2 separate regions of the Zea mays genome follow, and region 2 is linked to region 1. Evidence: chromatin contacts called from public Hi-C data. All regions are on one chromosome and are shown on one strand. The core of a region is the stretch at or near the end of the contact, and the rest is flanking DNA. Distances in the headings are between cores, read along the strand shown.

The links. Hi-C and Micro-C count contacts between places; a contact is called where the count stands out from the background.
Region 2: a Hi-C map of ear shows a contact between it and region 1, with 4 times the contacts expected there. The contact joins the promoter of LOC100274102 here to the enhancer-like site in region 1. A contact is called at or near these places in 8 of 25 Hi-C or Micro-C datasets (ear, endosperm, leaf and 3 more).

The regions. Positions count from the first base shown.
Region 1 is chr2:41,149,738-41,155,310 of Zm-B73-REFERENCE-NAM-5.0, reverse strand. No RefSeq gene overlaps it. Among protein-coding and RNA genes, the nearest start is that of LOC100274102, 100 kb to the left of the region's middle. Within about 2 kb of position 2,025, at least 12 of the 20 cell types and tissues checked have an H3K27ac peak or open chromatin away from gene starts, as enhancers often do. A contact at or near this core is called in ear, leaf and tassel, where this site is marked.
Region 2 is chr2:41,249,870-41,255,150 of Zm-B73-REFERENCE-NAM-5.0, reverse strand. LOC100274102 (Per1-like family protein) reads right to left here and starts at 2,839. Exons shown (of 6, transcript NM_001148481.1): 1 at 2,588-2,839; 2 at 2,373-2,498. The coding sequence starts at 2,476.

The DNA of each region.
Region 1 (5,573 bases), core at 776-3,275:
GCCACTGCCAGCTTGACATTGCCCTCGCGTTCCCTCGCTCGGTAGCGTCACGACAAGCTCACTGTCTCCCTCCTTGGCCTCGCCCTCACCCTCACCATGCACGATCGCCAACTCGTTGCCCCCTCCTCAGCCTCGCCCTCACCCTCACCGTGCGCGCCCTCACCTTCGCTCGGCAGCGCGACCGCCAACCTGCCATCGCCCTTCTCGCTGTCACGCGTCCTCGCTCGGTAGCGTCGCTGCCAGCTCGCCGTCGCCCTCCTTGGCCTCGGCCTCACCTTCACCCTCACCGTGCGTGCCCTCGCTTGGCAGCACCGCCACTAGTTTGTGTTAATTATCATAAGATTTATGTACAATGCCCCCTGTATTTATGTACATAATGTTACTATGCCCCTTGTATTTCATTGATGATTGTAAATCCAGATTTGTATGTAAGGTCTCAGTGTTTTGACTTGTTCTATATAAGTATAATGTTTATATTTTGTTTCAAAACACAACAGCTCGACTAAAAAGCAATTTGTCACTCATCTTTAAAGTTTAATAGTTTGCCATAACAGATTCTGTACAATTAAGAATTCCAAGATTAAAAGCTCGCTCTGATATAAGAAACATTTGTATTATGGTTGTGCTTTCATACAATCTCTACATGCTCTGTTATAGAAATATTTTGAATCCTTACAGCAAAGTTGTGTATATGTTGAGTTTGTTCGGGGTAACGAAGTAGTATTTATTTTGGGCCTCTACACACTCGTGGATTTATATGGTTGCCATATGGTTGTGATTTCATACAATATCTACACCCCGTGTATATATTGAACCTCGATTTATTGACGTTTACATGGAAGGACACCGAGGTCCAAATCCAGAATAGTGAGTGCCAGTAGACGAGGGAGACCTCTTTGTCGAGTGTCGACAGGACACTCGACAAAGACTCTATGACCTTCACTTTGCGTCATGACGACGACTTTTCTTTGCGAGTACCCGTTGGCACTCAGCAAAGACTTTGTTAAGTACCAACAAAAAGTACTCGACAAAGAAAATGTTGCCGATGTATATTTCGATGACACTTTTTGTCGAGATCAGTCATACTCTCGATAAAACAGCTATGTCCGATAGTGCTAGTGCGCGATCGGTGATATGACGTGCATAGATCGATCTTAATAACCCTCGTGCCGTCGTGCGTGCACATGCATCGTCCCTTTCATCGAATTATGCAAGTGCGACGACGTATTCGTGCATATATATATATATGTGTGTGCATGATTGGTCCCTGGTCTGATTGGACAATACGGCCAAGAATCGGTACGTACACCCGCGTACGGCCGGTCTCCCTAGCTCCCCCGAATGGGAAACCCGGCCGGCCGTGCAGTTCACCAACAGCTAGCGGAACAAGCACACGTTGTTCATCTCTCGTTTCCAGCACAGCTCGGCCGGACGACTGTGACTGCTCTCCGGCCGGCCGGCCGGCGCCCTAGCTAGCTCTTTGAGGATTTATCTGTCGATCGGTTTGCCTGCTGTGGCACGTTCGTTGTTAGTTTGGCATTGGCAGGGAGATGATGGATCAGAACGACGTAGGTTGTGAGAAAACTTATTTTATTAATTTGCTGCTGCTCATTATAGTTGCCCCTAGTTACAACGTTTTTTTTTCTATTTGCAATGACTATATTTTTATAGAATATTAATCTTTTTTGTACTAGAACTTTAGAAATACATTTATTTTTATTTTGGAACCGATCGAGAGAGTATGACAGAAAAGCTAGAAACAGACCAAACAACAGGGTACAGAGGTCACCCATGCACGCTGTACATGCTGGAGCGAATGGAGGGAAAGCGGGCGGAGTAACAACGTAGGTGCAGTGCAGTGCAGGAGCTATCCCTAGCAAGAGAGGCACACGACACGAGATGACAAAGCGCGTGCTGTGCCGATTTCACACCCGTGCGCGCGCATGCATGTCAGCTGCCAGCCATCACTGTGCGACTGTGCGTGTACGTGTGTAGAGTGTAGACTGCTGTAGACCATGCACCACCCTCGTCAGCTAGCTCGATATCATCATCTATCATCCATGGTCACGGATGGATGGATCCACCCGGCCCAGCGCGTGGGCGTGGCGCAGCTGCCGTGCATGCATGCAGTCATGCAGCGACGACGATAGATGCTGGTGCTCGTATACGTACGCGTACTGGTTGCTACACTAGCTAGCTAGCTAACGAGCTAGTAGCACGTACGCACGTACTACTACTACGCGCTAGCTAGCTCGACGGCTGGAGCGTTGCTGTTAAAGCGCCACACGTACGCATGTGTTATGTGTAGCTCTACGCGTAGTGTGGGCCCGGGGCGTGTATGCATGCCCACACGTACGTACGTCCCCTAGCTAGAGCAAGTCTACATTGCTTCGATCCGTGCATGAACGAGAGCACAGTACCCCCTACATATTGATATATTGCTGGTATGGGTATATGCTCTTCTGGCCGCTAATGGCGATGCGACATCACTGTGTAGTACAAATAAAGTTTGGGGTGCAATCAAATGTACGTCTTTACTGATCAGGTCTAGGGAACTACAATAAGGTGATGTTGTTTGATTCACACAATGTAACATAAATGACAATAGTAATAATCCACACTCAAGTGATATCGGTAATAAATTTGAATACAGACATGTATCAATTTCCAGTGTGGTATCTGATTACAGATGGAATTAAACAAACATGATTTAATGTTATCCGTTACCCATCACGTTGCAATTATGTAACCAAACAGCACCTAATAATGAAAGATTTAGAAAACAGTAAGATTCTTGATCATTAAGAGAGACGAGTTAATTAAGGACGAGGTGGTCTCTAAAAATATCCAATAATCTTTTAGATGCGGTCGTCACACGTAGACAAGCTAGCCATGCATATGGTACCACGAAACAGATAAATCACTGTCGATTGCTTTGGACCGATATAGATAGTGTGTCGCCCTCGATTCAAAGCTTTAATTGGGAGTAATAGTACATCAACCGACATTGAGTGAGTGCTCATTGGTTTGCACCTACAGTCTGTTAGAAATTTAGGTAATTTCAGCAGCACTTTAATTCAGTCATCAGATATATCCACATGTGATCTAAACATAATGATGGTATAGAAAATACTAAGGGCTTGTTTGGGTAATCTTAGATTGAAGTGGATTGAGGTGGTATAAGGTGTATTGAAGTGTAATATAAACTAATTTCCTTTTTAATCCCTAAAATACACTTCAATCTACTTCAATCCCTTTTTACCCAAACAAGGCCTAAGGGGTGTTTGAATGCACTGTGTATATATGTTTACAAGTAGTATACTCCTATTAGTTCGTGAATGGTGTTTTTACTAGTTAATTAGTTGACCGAGGACAGATTCTATCATATCACCGGAAACATATATTATGGAGGCACGCACGTACGCATCTGCTCCTGCAGGCACGACCTGGTGCGCGATGGATGGAGATCGATCGCGTTGTCGTCTTGCCACTGGTTGAAATGATAAGTAGGCCGGGTACAGCACAGGTACGGTACGTACTAGTACATACACTATATAAAAGCTCCATCGGCTTGGAATTGGAACCTTGGACGGGGATCGGAGGATGCATGCATGCATGCGCAGCACGCACGACGGTGGCTGACCGCCGTGCTGACGCGCGCGCGCGCGGGGGCCCCGACCGATGCGACGACACGAAATGAATGCGGCCCTCGTGCGGGTGGTGCGCGCACGGGTGGGTGGTCAAAGGCCCCCTCCTCTGCTCTGCTGCCCCTGCCCCTCTCCTCGCTCAGCAGCGCATGGGGGGGGGGGGTGTCGCGTCGCAGCGCGTCCCGACGGACCGGGTCAGTCACGCCCACGTACGTACGGCCGCGGGGCGCGTCTCAGGGGACCAGGCGCGAAAGCTGATTGCCCGCCTGCCGCCTGCCACCGCACGTCCCCGTGCCCGTGCCATCTCGAGACGCGCGCGCGGGCAATGGCCACGCCGCACGCCGGCCCGGAGCAGCCGAGGAGCGAGGACTCGGAGACATGAGTAGTACTGTATAGATCGAGACCAGCGGCCGAGAGGCGAGCCACCACCAGGGGCCTGCCTGTCTCCAAAGCTGCTTCACGAGCAGCAGCAGGAGTGGTATTTAGACGACCTGCTCAGCACCTTACCCCTACTCATTTACTGCTTCAAACTCCACTCTACAAAATATAGTCTACAGCGTAAAACAGTGTTTTGCATGTTCAATATACACGATCTGCTAACCATAACCTTAGCGCAGACACGCCTCCTCCGCATCCTTAAACAAGTGATTTAGCCCACTTCCCTCTGCCTTCCTCCGCTTAATTAAGCTCCATTTTTCATTGCGCACGACGTCCTCCCTACCTTAAAATGTCCTCGGTACAGCTCGAATTTGGTTGTAATTAGGAATTCCCTGCATTTGACATGAACTAGGCTGTTTGTAGGCCTGCACAACTTCATATCTTTTATGTGTATGTACTCATTAAGCAACTTCCTCTACTACAATGTCAGCACTCAAGAAGACACCAAATCAATAATAGTGTTCGAGAGGCGATATCGGCGAATGATGCCGATGTACGGCGACGAAGAGTTCCTCCATATCCTGCATACCACACGACTCGTAGAGGAGGATGAGCAACTACCACACAATAATGGCTCCATTATTTGTCGTCACGTCATCCACCAGGACACAGAAGATTAGGTTACTTTTGGTTCATGCAAGATTATTTTGTTGGAAACCCTGAGTATAATGAGGAGTTATTCCATCGACATTTAGTTACAAAGACCATGATTATGTACTTGAATACCTGGCCATAACAATGTTCTAACATTGTATTGCTATACTATCACGGTTTCTGGATGACGAAATCTATGTTCAGTTACATTTCTAAAGCTTTACAACAAGCTAACCTGTACTTCAAGAATCATATGATGCAGCTCATCAACCATGGTTTCACCACATTTAGAAGGTAACAATAGCCATACGAATGCTAGCTTATGGGAGCTCGACTGATAGTCCTTGATGAGTATTTTTGTATGGGCGAGAGCACCATCTTGGAGACTGTTGGTCAATTCATCATAACTATTGTGCACTCATTTTCCCAGAGTACCTTAGGCAACCAAATGAGCATAATGTCTAAGGGCTTCTATCAGAGGCAAAAGACAGAAGTGTCCGACTGCGTTGCACAATAGTTATCGAGGTCATTTCAAGAAACCTACATAGATCCAAGAGGCAATAGCTAGCCATGATCGTTGGTTGTGGCATGCTTTTTAGCCTCCCTGTTTCTTAAAATGAAATCAATGTCCTCCATCGTTCTCCGGTGTGTTCAATAATCCTGCATCGAGCAACGCTCCAGCAGTAAAGTACATTATTAACGGAAGAGAATACAACATTGGATATTACCTGTGCGACGACATTTACCCACCTTGGGTCACATTGATTAGTGGTGTATTAGTGTCGGTGAGCAACAAGCAAAATTTGTTTACAACGAAGCAAGTAGAGTTCAGGAAATATGTTGAGCAATATTGTTTTAGTGTTCTTCAAGACCAATATGTCATAACCGAAGGCC
Region 2 (5,281 bases), core at 1,590-4,089, 99 kb before region 1:
CCTACTCCTCCCTAGGGACGACAGGGCCGCCGCTGCCGGTCTGCATGGCCTCGCGCGCCGCCGACCTCTGCTTCCGTCGCTGGCGTATCCGCCCGGACCCACGTCGCCGCTGTGGACGCGCCGCCTGGAACAGCGCTGCTGCGGTCGCCGTTGGGCGCCAACAGGAAAGCCCCCACCGGTGCCGTCACAGGCCAGATCTGGCGCCTCCGCCACCGGCTCAAGCCCAGCACCCTCCCCCTGTGGAGTCTTCCCCAGCCCCACCCCCTCTCCAGCTCCCTACGCGAGCCCCCTAGTGCTCCATGACCCCTCCTTGCACGAGCCCCCTCGGGACAACGTCGACCGACCTACGCCCCGTCGCGGCTCCCTTCACCTTCGGCGGCACAAGTGCTGCCAACCCCACTCTTCCGGTGTCGCTATCGTCCTCCTAGCGCCGACCCTTCTTCCAACGCGTGTGGCGGCCTCTCCTTCAGCCAGCGCTGCCTCCACAGCGCCACCGCCGGCCATCTCCTAACCCTTCAGCAGCGCCCCGCGTCTCTCCTTCAACGTCGGCGTCAAACCAATCCTGCCAAGCCCAGTACAGGCCACTGCCCGGTTGGACCCGCCCCATTTCCCTCCCCATTCTTCGTCGCCGCCACAGTTGGATCCGTTGCTGTCACGGCTTTCTTGGCCAGATCCACTGCTGCCGCAACCTTCCCGTCTGGATCTGTCGTCCCTTTGGCCGGATCGCCGTCTTCATGGCTAGATCCGACGCTGTCGTGGTCTTCCAAGGCCGGATCTAGCGATACCCCTTCTATTCAACCGCAGGCACGACCATCCTGACCGACGCAGATGTGTGTGCTGCCGCTGGCCTCCCTGGCAAGGCCCCTCGACGACCGGATGATAGAAGAAGCAAGAAGGTCCCCGGTCTGCTGCTGCTCTTCTTTTATTGTGTCGCCCCGCCGACTGTTGACGCTCGAACGTCTACCCCTCGAAGAACGAGGCTGCACACCACCTCGACTTCAGCTACCTCGGCATCCAGGGGCTATCATCTGCATGGAGTGCACATCGGCCTCTGCTCCAGCCGCAACACTTGCACCCTCACAGCACTGCGACTGTGAGGGATTTCAACCCGTCGGCTCCTACCTTCGGCTTATGCTCCAGTCTCATCGTTTGCGGTGCTGCCGTTGCGATTACGAGGGGAGGGTAGAGTGTGTGTTTCCTATATGTATCCGTAGCCGGGTTGGCACCACTGTTGGGCTCCCGACCCATTAGGGTTAGGGTTTATCCTGGGTCTCTATATATATGTAAATATGTAATCACTTCCTATCCAATACAACTAGGGCTTCCCTTCCATCACAACCTGGCCCAGCAAAACTCATCAAAGGTTCAGGCTTCCTTCGTGCAGTGTTTTTATCAGGCACAATGCTCAAGCCTCAAAAGCCTAGTAATGTAATGGACACAATATACAAGTCATAGGGTCAAATTCAATAAATTCAAAACTTATTGCATTCTCACAAATAGTACTCCCTCTGTCCGAAATTGTAAGTTGCTTTGGCTTTTCTAGGTACACTAGATATATGCCTGTGTACTGCACCATGGCCATAAACCTCAGTAATTGGATGCGGACGTGAGATCTGGTTTTCGTATCGAAATTGGGTAGGACGACAACACATGAGCTGTGAATGAAGGATGATTCATATCGAACACGGACACATGAGCAAGGATCAAGATTTGGTGTCACCAAGAGATGACGTCAGAGTCTTTTTAGGTGTAGAGATAGCAAGTTTAGTTCATAATATGTCATCAAATCCAAATAAGACATAATTAACCAAATTCTTATTTCCAAGTTGATGTTGTAATGTTTGCTAGGATCCTAGAACCAACTCGTTGTTACAAAATTACACACCAGGCAATCAAGTTGTTCTAGTAAAGCTCATGCCTTATTGCTTCACATCTCGTCTCATAAGACACTGATACATGTTCCACTTGGCATAGAAAGCAAGTGTTAACTTAATCAAATGACCGTTTGCCGCAGAGATTCAGCTGTGCGCGTGTGATCTATTTTGAGGGACCCTATTTCAAATTGATATATTACTATGCAGCAAACTAGCTAGCATGGGAGTAGTCATCAGCCACATTCAAACGGTAACACACTAACACATCATTATCTTTACATGTCATAAACAGACCATAGATGTTATGTCCTGTCCAAGATTTACCGGATTAACAATAACAACAGTGGGACTATGAAATCGGAAATCCTCCTACAAGAATCTAGATCAAGCAGGGTTTTGCTTCATGTCTTGAGCAACAGAAAATAATCGGTGCATAACTAATTAGTACTGCTGGAGACAAGTAGAGATTGAGGAGAGACACACAGAGATGCAGCTCACCTGTAACGCGGATCAACATCCCCGAGGCTGGCCTCGACGGAGCCGAGCACCAAACCAAACGCAAGAAGGGAAGCCAACGGAACCGCCCAGACGCTTCGACCCATCGCAGCGGACGCGGCCAGGGTCCTGTGAAATCCTAGTGAAATCAGGAAGAATACCCAGGAGGCCAGGACATATAGCGGACGGAGCAAAAGTAAGCAAATCAGGGTGCTTACTGGAAATGGCAACCCAGATCTCCACCTCTACGGCTCCACGGAGCACAATGGTTACACAATAATAGTACGAACAAAATGGATTGCGCAGGCAGGACCGGTGGCCAGCTTCCCGCGGAGCAAGGGGGCAATTGAGCGGCAAAGAAGGAAAGAGGGAATTCAATGTCGGTCGACCTCCACTCCGCGCGCCGGCCGGCCAAGGAAAGGGGAGCAGGACGAGGGAGAATCAGGATGGATCATGGATGACCTCCTGAGTACCTGACCACCAGCTCAAGAGATAGCCCCAGCTCTGCCCCCGAGTCCCGACGAGGCGGCGCGCAGCCGCTGACTGCTCACTGCTGACCAGGCGACCAGGGGTGCGAGATCGCCTGCTCGACTGTACGTGGGCTGGGCCGCCGGAGTAGACTGGCTGTGACAACGATGGGGCCCCGCCGTCTCGTTTCAGCCTAGTCCAAACCTCCTTCAACCGGGAAAAGAATCCATAAACTGCTACATGGAACGACCATAAACTGCTACATGAATTGATAAACGGAATAATGGTTAGAAATAAAAACTACAGCTCTCTCGAAGCAAGATGCACAAGGTTATCCCTGTAGTGATTTCATTTAACCTTTATCTTCATTAGATATCCCATCATATTAACAAGTATGATGACACGAAGATTCATAAGGAGAGAGAGAAAGAGAGTTTATAGAAGGTGATAGAGTTTTTTATATGAAACTTATGATGTATAGTTTTATAGACAAAAAAATGATGTGACGTTTTTGAAACGGTTCAATAAAAGTCTGCACCAATGGGAAGAATAGTATAATAGAGACAAGTAATTTATTATAAGTTAAATTGTAAAAGTCAAATTATTCAATAAATGTTTTCTAGTATTTTTTTAAAAAAAATATGTAGCACTAAAGTTTGCCCATTTCGTTGACGTTTTTTATCCAAACATCAATGATCTCTATATCGCGCTCTCGAAGAATGAGATCTTGGGGACCTCTCTGCGAGGAGCCAGACGATTCGTGATAGGTCACCAGACGATCCGCGGTTGAACACCAGTTCGTCCGTCGTGGAGCAGATAACTACACTCTTCTTTGTAGGTACACGGACCGTCTGCATGTAGACGGCGGACCGTTCGGGATGGCGCAGAGGGCTTCATGTATAACCTAGATCTCGCCTTCCAATAGAGACCCTATAGAAGAGGAACAGTTTCCCATAGGTCATTACGATAACCATGCAAGAGTTAAGAACTCCAGCCTAAATTAATCTAATCGCGGACTGTTCGGGCTACTCTTACAGACTGACCGGGCCACAACGTCGGATTGTCCGATCGTCCATGTGCCAAATTCCTTCCTTTATATTCTCATCCGCTCTCGGGTTACGATGTCCTATGCGCCACCCTGCGGTTGGACCGTTACAGAGTGGACGGTTGACGCCGACCCGTTAGTGATAGGGTAGGTGATGCGGACATCAACACCAACACGAGCACATCTACACCAGCAGCACCTTCTCTAGCCCAGGCGCCACCCCTTCCACCTGGGCCAGTGACTCGGGCCCGTGCAAGAGAATTGAACTACATCATGTTGTTAAAGAACGAAGGCCCGGAAGAATAGACGACCAGCCCAATTGCGGCCCATAATGGACGACCTAGGGTTGGCCGCCCCTAGGGGCTGCGCCCCCTCTCTATTTATTCAGGAGCTGCGCCTCCTTTATTTTCGGAGTTTTGTTTTACGTTAGCCTTAGCTACTCTCGAACACGCGCAAATCTGCGCTGTCTTCGTGTATTCAGAACTCCACCCTCGAGTAATAGATTAGATTGCTCGCATCTTGTTCTTGTTCGTTCTTCGATTGCGCACAGGAAACGATCTTCGTGATCAGGCCGATCTCGCATCAGCAAGGTCGGTAACCACAGGGAGTTGGTTCAGCGATTGCATTGGCGCCTCGGGCTTGCTCGTCGTAGTCGGATCGCAAGGGCCATCTTCCGCCAAATCGGAATTATCTCTACTCGCCGAAAGATCGGGCACCTCAGCTACATCAATTGGTATCAGATTTCCAGGTTGATCGGTGAGTTTATCGAGCGTTTTTTTTCCTACAGTCCACAAAACCACATAAAAATTCAGGTTAGATCTTATCCCAGCACCCTTTTGAGCCTCGCACTTTCTTTCAATAATCTGCATTGTTGAATTTGTGTGCTTTCGCGTTTCCTTGTTGCTGGTTGCATTGTGTTCTTCCACCATTCAAATCCTAGCGCCGCCACCATCTCCCGTTTGATCACGCCACAAACCGAGTCAACATCGTCTCCTTGTTTTTCTCCTTCGGTTACGTCAAAAAGAAAACAGAAAAAACAAACCGAGTCAACAGCCGTTTCCTTGATTTTCTCCTTCGGTTACGAAAAAAAACAGAAAAAAAACAAACCGAGTCAACGACCGCTTCCTTGTTTTTCTCCTTCGGTTACATAAAAAAACAAAAACAAAAAAAAGAAAACGAAGGAGAAAGGATACGGTTGTTTCATCCCGGTAGTTTTTAAAACATAACTTGAGGTACCTTCCGTAAACCGGGCATAACTTTTCGCTCGGGTGTCCAAAAAATCTGAAATTTTTACAGGAGCTTGTTGACACCATTCTGAGCCCGGCCAAACTCACCTTTGGTCTGTTTGGTTTCGACAAAATTGTCAAAAAAATTCAGGAAAATAAAGAAAAAAATTCGT